Regions from separate parts of the Mus musculus genome. Here region 1 is linked to region 2. A link is a contact called in public Micro-C data. All regions are on one chromosome and are shown on one strand. Each heading gives the region's core, a stretch centred on a gene start, on an enhancer-like site or on the middle of the called end of the contact. The rest is flanking DNA. Distances are from core to core; before and after follow the strand shown. Region 1 overlaps Fam13c (family with sequence similarity 13, member C). Region 2 has its middle 12 kb from the start of Fam13c.

Region 1 (4,451 bases), core at 1,952-4,451, 66 kb after region 2:
AACATGAAGGGTATACTTAGCCCTAGGAAGCTGAGATGTCTTGAGTTTGAAGTTTTGCCAAATGACTTTAGGAAAAATATTTCCTTCTACAGTAATGTGTTTCCTGGGAGAGATTGATTCTGCATTGGTCGTCTGCTAAACTATTGCCTGTGGGCTTTTAGAATAATATTTTCCAATAAGGAATCCCCCCAAATTGTTGGTTATTACTCTATATCTCTTAATATTTTGATTTAGTAGGTCTGAATTAAGTCATGTCTATCTCTGTTTGATTATTGGTATTTGTTTGTTTGTTTGTTGTTATTGGGGACAGGGTTTTTCTATGTAGCCTTAACTGTCCTAGAACTCGCTCTGTAGACTAGGCTGGCCTTGAACTCATAGGGATCCACCTTCTTCTACCTCCTAAGTTACTGGAACTAAAATTGTATGCTACCATAGCCTGCTAGTAGATATAGACCCTAATCTCCACGAGTATAAGGTAGGAGGTGGGGCCTGAGTCCTTAGTTACTGGGAGTGTGCTATTGGGGATAAGCAATCCTGGGCTTACCTAATGACATCTTTGTCCTCTCAAGAGGAATTTGTTGACCTGGACAAGTGGATGTATGAATTACTAGTCAGTTGATGAGCATCTCTTGACTTCTAATTTTTCGATGTGTGAGTTTCAGTCTGTGATAATTTCTAACTCAGTGACTTTAAAGTTAAAACCTGTGCTCTTTGATCTTCTTTATTTGGCTCAGAAGTTTATAAAGAACCAAGAAGAGGGCCTAGAGAAATGGCTCAGCAGTTAAGAGTGTTAGCTGCTCTTGGAGAAGACCCAAGTTGAGGTTCTGGTTCCTACGTTGGGCAGCTCACAACAGCTCTAGGGATGTGATGCCTTTTGGCTTCTGTGGGCACCTGCATTCATGCCCACATACCCTGAAACAGAGTATATATAATTAAAAATAGGTGTGTTTAAAACAAAGAACCAGTAAGAGATTGTCTTTGGTGTGTACTAGACAACACAGAGAGAAGCCCTTTATAATGCCAGTGCCAAGGGTGGTGGTTGTTTCTAATACAATACTACTGGAGTTTACTGGCATCTCGTCTGTGTCTACGTGTAGAGCTATTGTGTGATGTGAAGAATGTTTTGTTCAGGGTTACCCTCTTGGGATATACCTTTTGTTTTCAGAAAGAGTTTCAGGAAATGACAGCAATCCCACCAGCCAGTAGCCATCCGGCTATACATTCCTGCATCCGAATATCGAGTGCTGCGTCCTAATATTGAGGAATATTGTAAATCTTGTGATGACATTTGTGGTCAGCTTTATTTAGGCCTAAGGCCCAGTTTTCTGTGAAGCACTCTGAATACAGTTAGGTGCTTATCTTCTACTCTTTCTGACAAGGTTCTCTGAATTACAGGTTAGCTGTCTAACTAGTCTTAGGCACCAACTGGCTAGTCAGCCTTCTCAAGGAAGAAACATACTTATGGGAGTGAGAGTCATTGCAGCCTGCAGGCTTTGCTGGCATGCCTCAGGGAGAGAAGGGAGCACGGGTCTTACACACTTAATAATTGATCAGAATTGGCAACTATTCAGGAGTCTGAGATAAATACTTTATTATCAAATATATACATACATATAAATGTATATACTCATATACAAATATACAAACACACACTCATACACACACACATCATACTGGCTGTTGGGCTAGGGAGAAATAAACAGCTTAGAGGACTCTGGGTTAGATCTGTCAGCCATTGGCTAAATGCATGCTTTTAATTGAAGCAAGACTGTTCCATTAACTAAGTGAATTATAATTAAAATGTTGATATAAAATTAAAATCCTATATCCTGTGCTGGGATTGGCTGCAGAGATAAATGTTAAGCAAAATTCATGGTTCCTGTCCCACAGAGCTTGCCATCAAAAGTGACTTTTAAATAATTATAAATATATGGAATTGTGGATTGAGTAGTTCCCTATGCAACAGGTCCCCTTAAAAAGAAGACATATTTGGGAGGTACATGGTTTCTAAAGGATAAATGAATTAATTCAGAAATGGATTGGGAAGGAAGAATTAGGTAGGCACAAGGACATTTTGGTGGTTTGAATATGCTTGGCGCAGTGAGTGGTACTCTTAGGAGGTGTGGCCTTGTTGGAGTAGGTATGGTCTTGTTGGAGGAAGTGTGTCACTGTGGATGTGGGCTCCTCCTCCTAGCTGCCAGGCAGCCAGTCTTCCAATGGCTTTTGGAACAAGATTTAGAACTCTTAGCTCCTCTTTATATGCCTTGAAGATACTGGACTGAACTTCTGAGCCTGTAAACCAGCCCCAATTAAATGTTGCCCTTTAAAAGACTTGCCTTGGTCATGGTGTCTGCTCACAGCAGAAAAACCCTAAGCAGGCATCATGCCTGAAGGCATGAGCTTGGAAGGAGTGTAGTGCTTGGGAGGAACTAGAAGGATGCCCTTTTAACTACAGCACAGATGGGCGTGGCCTGAGAAGACAATGAAGAGGTGGGCCAACACTAAATCCTTCAGACATCATAAGACATTTTCAGAATTGTAGAGTGAGTGTCTCTCTGGGAACTCATGGTTACATGGGTTGTGCTTCACTCCTCCTGCCCAGGTTGTCTAACTCATTCGAGAGCTGCTGGTGAATCCTTAGTAGATTTTCTCAGAATGGTATGCGTTGAGTGCAGTGGGCAGAGGGTAGTGAGTGGCCAGATCTTTTGTGGGAAATGCTCTGGGAAAGGAGGAATAGAGAGACCAGAAGGAAACCTTTGTTATTTCAGCAAAGAGATAATAGCAGCTTTGCTCAAGATGGTAGAGAAGGGTGTGGAGAGGAGGGGACAGATAAACAAGTCATTTGAGGTAAGAAGTTGAAATCCTGGTAACATATTGGCAAGGGAGAGATGAACAGTTTAGGGGACGCTGGGATAGCTTCTCTCAGCCACTGGCTAGCTGGAAGCTTTTCACTGAAGCAGGACTGTTCCATCAACTAATTAAATTATAGTTAAAATGCTGATGTAAAAAAATCAAACCTTGAGCTAAAATACAGTGTTTCTTTCACAAATTATCACATCCTGTGGTCTGAAGTTGTTCTGGGGCCAAGAAAAATATTTGAATGCTTAGTTGGTTTTGTTGTTTTGAATTCCTGAACACCTCCCCAGAGAGGCCCACTGCAGGATGGCCCTGCAGCCCGACTCTGCAAACACTTCAGGAATCCAGCAAAAAGGGCATGCCAATTTTTAAAGCTGCCTTTCAATGGGCTGTTCACAAGCTCAGAGGCATAGATCCAGAGGAGAAGCCATTTTAACATCAGTACACAATTACCGTTGGTATTTCTCTATTGAAGTTCATTTTAAGCATCCGTATTTTTACTTACTGTATTGTGTTGATTTTGGCACTGATGGTGGAGGTATGACAGTGGTGACACTTTAGTCATATAAGAGTGGTGGCATTGCTCAGGGTAACGTCGGAAGTGTTGCTTGTGGTGGTGGTGATGTTACCAGGTGGTGTTGGTGGATGTATTGCTTGTGTGATGTTGGAGGCATTGCTTGTGTGATATTAGGGGTATTGCTCATAGATGTTGGAGGTATTGCTTGTGTAACATTAGAGGTATTGCTTGTGGTGATGTTGAGGTGTTGTCCATGATGATGTTGGAGGTGATGTCAGAGGTATTCTTGTGGTAATGGTACTGGTGCTGCTGCTGGTGCTGCTGGTGGAGGTATGGCTTGTGATGCTGTTAGTGGTGATGGTGGTAATACTGCTGATGGAGGTGAAGATGCTAATGGTGGTGTTGGTGGCAGATGCTGGCAGTGGTGGTGGTGATTGTGCCAGCCATTGTTGCAACCAGAATGATGGTATCTGTGATGAACAAGGCATCAGTATTGAGGGCCACTGTTGGGCTCTGGAGAGTACACGCTGCATGCCTTCTTGCTTACCTAGGCCTTGGCTAGGAACCAAAGTTGTGATGGATTGGCAGTGTTCTGAATTGCTCATCTCTGCCTTCCAGAGATGTGGGTTTGATGGAGACATGTAGCTGTTTGCCTGCTGCTGTGGGTGGAGGGAAGGCAGTAGAACTGAAGGGAGAATTTCAGTCTGGTGCGAATATTATGTATAAGACAATTTCTTGGCAGGATTGACCATGGTTGAAGCAATGTCTTAAGGGTGTGGGGGAGAAGGAATTGAACTCAGCTGCATACTTGTCTCCTCAGTCACGACTGAGCTTTTCCAGTAAGACTTCTGTTTATTTTTGCCTCCTTATATGACCTTTAACACTCTTTATTTTACATGAGTATACTGTTGCTCTCTTCAGACACACCAGAAGAGGGCATGGGATTTCATTACAGATGGTTGTGAGCCACCATGTGGTTGCAGGGAATTGAACTCAGGTCCCCTGGAAGAGCACTCAGTGCTCTTAACTGCTGAGCCATCTCTCCAGCCCTGAGCTTTAACATTCTTATGTCAGGCTG
Region 2 (5,125 bases), core at 573-3,072:
TGAGTCACACAGACAGCTGGATCACTGGGAACTTGCTAGGGTTCATTACAACCCCAGACATTCACTGGGTGGTGGCTTAATGCTTGTAACCCCACCCCTTGGGGTGGGAGGTAGGGGGATCAGGAATTTGAGGCCTGCCTGGGCTATATAGAGAGTCTGAGGACAGCCTAGGCAACAGGAGACTCTGTTTCAAGAACCATAAACAGACAGACACACAAATAACCAATCAATCAATAATAATAAAACCTAGATCCAGCACAGACCCGTGTTTGTTCAGGTGGTTGTCAACTTATACTTCTGAAGTCTGATTCTAAGCATTCTGGGATTGTGCTCAAAATTATTCATCATGGGGCTGAGGACATGGCTTCATAGGTGAGAGCCCTTATTCTAAAGAAAAAGGATCAGAGCTCACATCCCAAGAACTCATGTGAAAAGGGGCCTCCAGTTCCTTGTATATAGGATACCTGTCACTGGGATGCTGTGAGGAGCAGAGAAGTTACCTCTACGGTTTGCTGGATGCTAACCTAGCTCCAAGTTCAGTGAAAGGCCATGCCTTGAGGGAATAAGGTGGAGACCAGGTATATGACATTCAGTGTGCACAGTCACATACCTCTGCATACAACATGTGTGTACACATTACACACATACACACTTTCTTAAAAAAATACTTTTAAGTGTGTGTGTGTGTGTGTGTGTGTGTGTGTATGTTCAAGTAAGATCAGGTGTCACAGGACACACAGGTGTCACAGAGATATGGATCCTTCTAGAGCTGGAGTTACAAGTGATTTTGAGCCATCTTTCATGGGTGTTGGGAAATGAAATTTTTTAAAAAATCAAATATATATATGATGCATATTTATATATATATAAATTTGATGCATCTATTTATATATAAATTTGATATATATCCACTATATCACAGTCCCTGGAAGCCCCACCTGACCCGCCATCTTCTGCTTCCACTCCTTGACTTAACTCCTTCCTCTCAGGTAGACACCATATTGAAACACCAGTAGCATCCGGATGGCAGGCTCTGTATGTGCCTCTCCATGTGTGCCCTCTCCTACTGTCCCTGAAAGCTTGCAAGACTGAGGACAATAGGTTTTGAAGCAGTGATGTCAGGACACCGAATGCTGGGACTCAGCAGTAAGGAGCACGTATTGCTCTTGCAGAGGATGGGAGTTGGGTTCCCATAACCCACGTCAGGCAGCTCACAACTGTCTGTAACTCCAGCTCTAGACCCACGTCAGGCAGCTCACAACTGTCTGTAACTCCAGCTCTAGACCCACGTCAGGCAGCTCACAACTGTCTGTAACTCCAGCTCTAGGCAATCCAACCCCTCCAGCATAGGCACCAGCATTCACAGGCACACACACACACACACACACACACACACACATATTAAAAATAATAAAAATAAAATCTAAAAAAAATGACATGCATTTGTTTGTTTGTTTTAAACCAGAACCTTGCAGGAGATGATATCACAAGCTATGTTGTCAAAAGTTTGCTTTCTTTAGGGTCATTTTTTTTTTCCGTCAGAAGAAGGGTATAATTTACTAAAATGGAGCTGAGTGCCCCTGGCTCACTTTCCACAAAGCCCACATGGAATTGATGTTTGCCAGTTCTCTCTGCTCCTGGTGGAGTGGCTTGGCCTGGCTGTTTGCCTAATAAGGAGATGGTTTCTGTTCCGAGCTTTCTGCGACTATGAACAGTCTCCAGCAATTTTTTTTTTTTTTTATGCCAGAGTGTAACGGCAAATTTTTAGCCCAGAGCTCTTTCTTTGGCTTCCCAGATAAAGCTAAGAATAGAACTGGAGAAGTGAGTGTCTGAAGGTTCTGGTTATTACAGATTTTACATAATTACTGTGGTGTGTATGAGCTAGATAGCTCTGGCTCTCTGAAGAAAATAAGCAATCATCTTAGATACTGTAGCAAAGAACAACAAAAGCGAGAAGGCCTGGGAGACCCCCAAGAATGCAAACCATGACACCCACAGAACTGAGGTGTGAGGTGTGTGTGGAACTGACTTCACTCTTCAGCTGCCTTGATAATATCACTGTTCCAACTGCCCCATCAGTCTGATCATACCAGGTCACTCTTGTCTGGGAAGACAAGTGTTGACAACACATGACTCCCCCCACCACCACCCCGAATCTTCCCCTAAGAATATTAAATGTCTATCAAATGACTCAACTCCCTAACAGAAAGCACAGATCCGGGCTGACTCTAAGAAGTTACATCATTCTAATCGGGCCTCCTCCCATTGGTAGACTTACCTTGAACTAGACACCAAAGCTCATACATATCCTAAGTATGGCATCTTTACATCAATGGGGCATCAAAACTCAGCCAAGACAGAGTCTCTTCCTTACCCAGAAGAGGATCAGCTCAGCTTTGTTTTATCAGTTGATTGTTTGGATGGTAAATGGGAATCTGTTTGTCATTCTAGTTATTATAACATTTGTGTCTATTAGAAAAGTTTTTATTTATTTATTTATTTATTTATGTATTAAAGGACACCTGGGCGTGGTATAAAAGGTTTAAAATTCAAACACTTTGGAGGTAGAGGCAGAAGAGAAATCAAGGTTATCCTTGGATCTACAATGTATTGAAAGGCAGGCTGGGATATGTGGGTTTCAATTGCTGTGGTAAAACACCATGGCCAAGACAGCGTATAGTAGGAAGAGTTTATTGGAGGCTTATCAATCCGGAGGGATAAGAGTCCATCGATGTAGGCGTATCATGGCCTCGAGTGGCAGACACAGCGCCAGGAACACCAGAGAGCTCAGATCACAAGCAGCAGACAGGAAGCCGGCAGAGCTAACTCAAAATGGCACGAATCTTTTGAAACATCAAAGCCCGCCTCCAGTGATGTACTTCCTTTAGCAAGGCCACACCCCCTAAGCCTCCCTAAACAGCCACCAACTGGGGACAGGGTATTCAAATGCTTGAACTACGGGGAACATCCCATTCAGAGACTCAGTCTTTTAAGCAAAAAAAAAAAAAAAAAAAAAAAAAAACAACAACAAAAAAAAAAAACAAAATAAAACAAAACAAAAAACAAAAACAAAAAACAAACAGACTAGAAACCTTTGAGTTAAGACGTCACTGGCCTAGAGGAAGAGAGCTGCAGAACTGGGGACGAGAGCCACAGATAACATGAAACGTAGGACAGAGGCAGCCCCTGTAGCCGCTTCCTCTGGTTCCCATTAGTTGCTATAGCTTGAACCTACATCTCCAACTCAATGTTTGACCACATACTGTACAGCAGGCAATGCCTGGCCAACTTCATGAGAACCACAAGGTAGGCCCCCAACCACACCACCATTCTCACAAGCACGCAGTATCAGGGACCACATTCACTCTACACCCTGGAGAGCATGAGTGGATTCATTCACCATGGGGCTAACTCTCATAACGTTAGAAAGAGCGTGGATCAGAAATGAATAATACCAGATCTTGACTGGAAATGTGGGTGTTCCCCTTGCCCCCAACCAGCCCCACCCCTTCATCCCACCAGGCCTTTGATGCTTCTCATCCTTGGCGGTCTCCTCGGCCTTCCCCTTGACCTCAGAAGCCCTCAAGCTTCAGCTACCGCTCCTCCTCCTCTTCTTTCTCCCCTCCTTCCTCCTCCTTATAGTAGAGGGGAGATGTGGGGCTGTGGTGTAGGGGAAAGAGGGAGGAGGGAGAGAGTTCTGGCGCACTGGTCGGGCAGACTCGGGAGGACTGTGGGACGCTTTCCACTCGGTCCTGGGTGGGTGGCTGTGTGAAGCCATTGACCCCACACGGCGGGGGGTGGACAAGGGGCAGCCTCCATACCAGGTTCGCAGTCTCTGGCATCCCACGCTGGATATGGCAGAGGAGCTGAGAACAGAATAGGAGCTCTTCCCTTTTCGTTTTCTCTTCTCTCTTCTCTTTCAAAAATGAGATATACAAGTTTAATTTTACATTTACCCAAAAATCCTAGGCTTCAAGGAGACCAAACCACTAAAAACCGTGAGATCTAGCTGACCATGTCTTGGGCGCACTGGGTTCCAGAAATGGTTAGCTACAATGTTAGTTACTTCCTTGTTGCTGTAACAAAATACTTCACAGAAGAATCTCAAAGGAGGAAAGGTTGAGGCTGGCTCATAGCTTCTAAAAGATTTTGGTCCATCGTGGAAAGGAAGACATGACAGTCAGAGTGGCTTTGTCCTTCGTAGCAGCAACACGCAGCAGAGACAGGAAGAAGCTAGAGCTAGACCCAAATCAGTGGTGGGTATAGCTGTCAAAGGCGTGTTACAGGTGATCTGCAGCTACCAGCCAAGGAAGCAGGGGAGAGCTTTCAGGTGGCCTCGCAGGTAAACTGGTGATAGCCCAGGAAGCAAAGGATGGGACCTAAACCTGGCTAGGCTGTCCTTTGTCTATGCCTCTAAGTGGTTTCAGATCCTTCAAATGAGTGCCAAAAACTGGAGACTTCCTTATTGTGGTAACAACAGGGAGAGGGGAGGGGAAGGGCGGGATACCAAAAAGGAGAAAGGGAAGGGGTCAGGAGAGCATATATGTCTCTGGTCACTCAAGAATAAGGTACACGTGATGAAAGGACACTTCTGGGTCCCCAAACCCCCTGTGTTCTGAATTCCTTCCTTTCTTCCTTCCTTCCTTCCTTCCTTCCTTCCTTCCTTCCTTCCTTCCTTCCTTCCTTCCTTCCTTCCTCAAGACAGGGTTTCTCTGTGTAGCCCTGGCTGTCCTGGAATCACTTTGTAGACCAAGCTGGCCTCCAACTCAGAAATCCACCAGCCTCCACCTCCCAAGTGCTGGGATTAAAGGTGTGCACCACCACTGCCTGGCCCAAACCAGTGCTCTGAACAGCTGAGCCATCTCCCTAGTTCATGAACAGCATTTCTGTAGGAGGTAGACTTTGAAACCACTTTTTAAACACATTGAATTTTAATTTGTGTGTGTACACTTGCACATGCACGTGTCTATGTGGAGATCAGAGGACAGCTCCTGAGCATTGGTTCCCTCCTTCTATCATGTAGGAGCCAGGAGACTTCAGGTTGTCCAGGCTTGGCGGTAAGCGCCTCACTCATTGAGCTGTCTTCCCAGCCCCATTCAATGCTTTCTTGAGGCAAGTAAGAGGT

The links. A called contact is a pair of places that touch in the nucleus more often than the background predicts.
Region 1: a Micro-C map of muscle stem cells shows a contact between it and region 2, with 3 times the contacts expected there. The contact joins two enhancer-like sites. A contact is called at or near these places in 1 of 15 datasets of contacts at CTCF or cohesin (the NIH/3T3 cell line), 9 of 484 Hi-C or Micro-C datasets (the C2C12 cell line, embryonic fibroblasts, forebrain and 4 more) and 2 of 115 datasets of contacts at active chromatin or transcription factors (heart atrium and neural progenitor cells).

What each region holds. Positions count from the first base shown.
Region 1 is chr10:70,491,515-70,495,965 of GRCm38.p6, forward strand. All of the region lies in intron 4 of Fam13c (family with sequence similarity 13, member C), which reads left to right. Among named protein-coding and RNA genes, the nearest start is that of Fam13c, 53 kb to the left of the region's middle. Within about 2 kb of position 3,202, at least 68 of the 459 cell types and tissues checked have an H3K27ac peak or open chromatin away from gene starts, as enhancers often do. A contact at or near this core is called in the C2C12 cell line, embryonic fibroblasts, heart atrium and 2 more, where this site is marked.
Region 2 is chr10:70,426,654-70,431,778 of GRCm38.p6, forward strand. No RefSeq gene overlaps it. Among named protein-coding and RNA genes, the nearest start is that of Fam13c, 12 kb to the right of the region's middle. Within about 2 kb of position 1,823, at least 50 of the 459 cell types and tissues checked have an H3K27ac peak or open chromatin away from gene starts, as enhancers often do. A contact at or near this core is called in the C2C12 cell line, embryonic fibroblasts, heart atrium and 2 more, where this site is marked.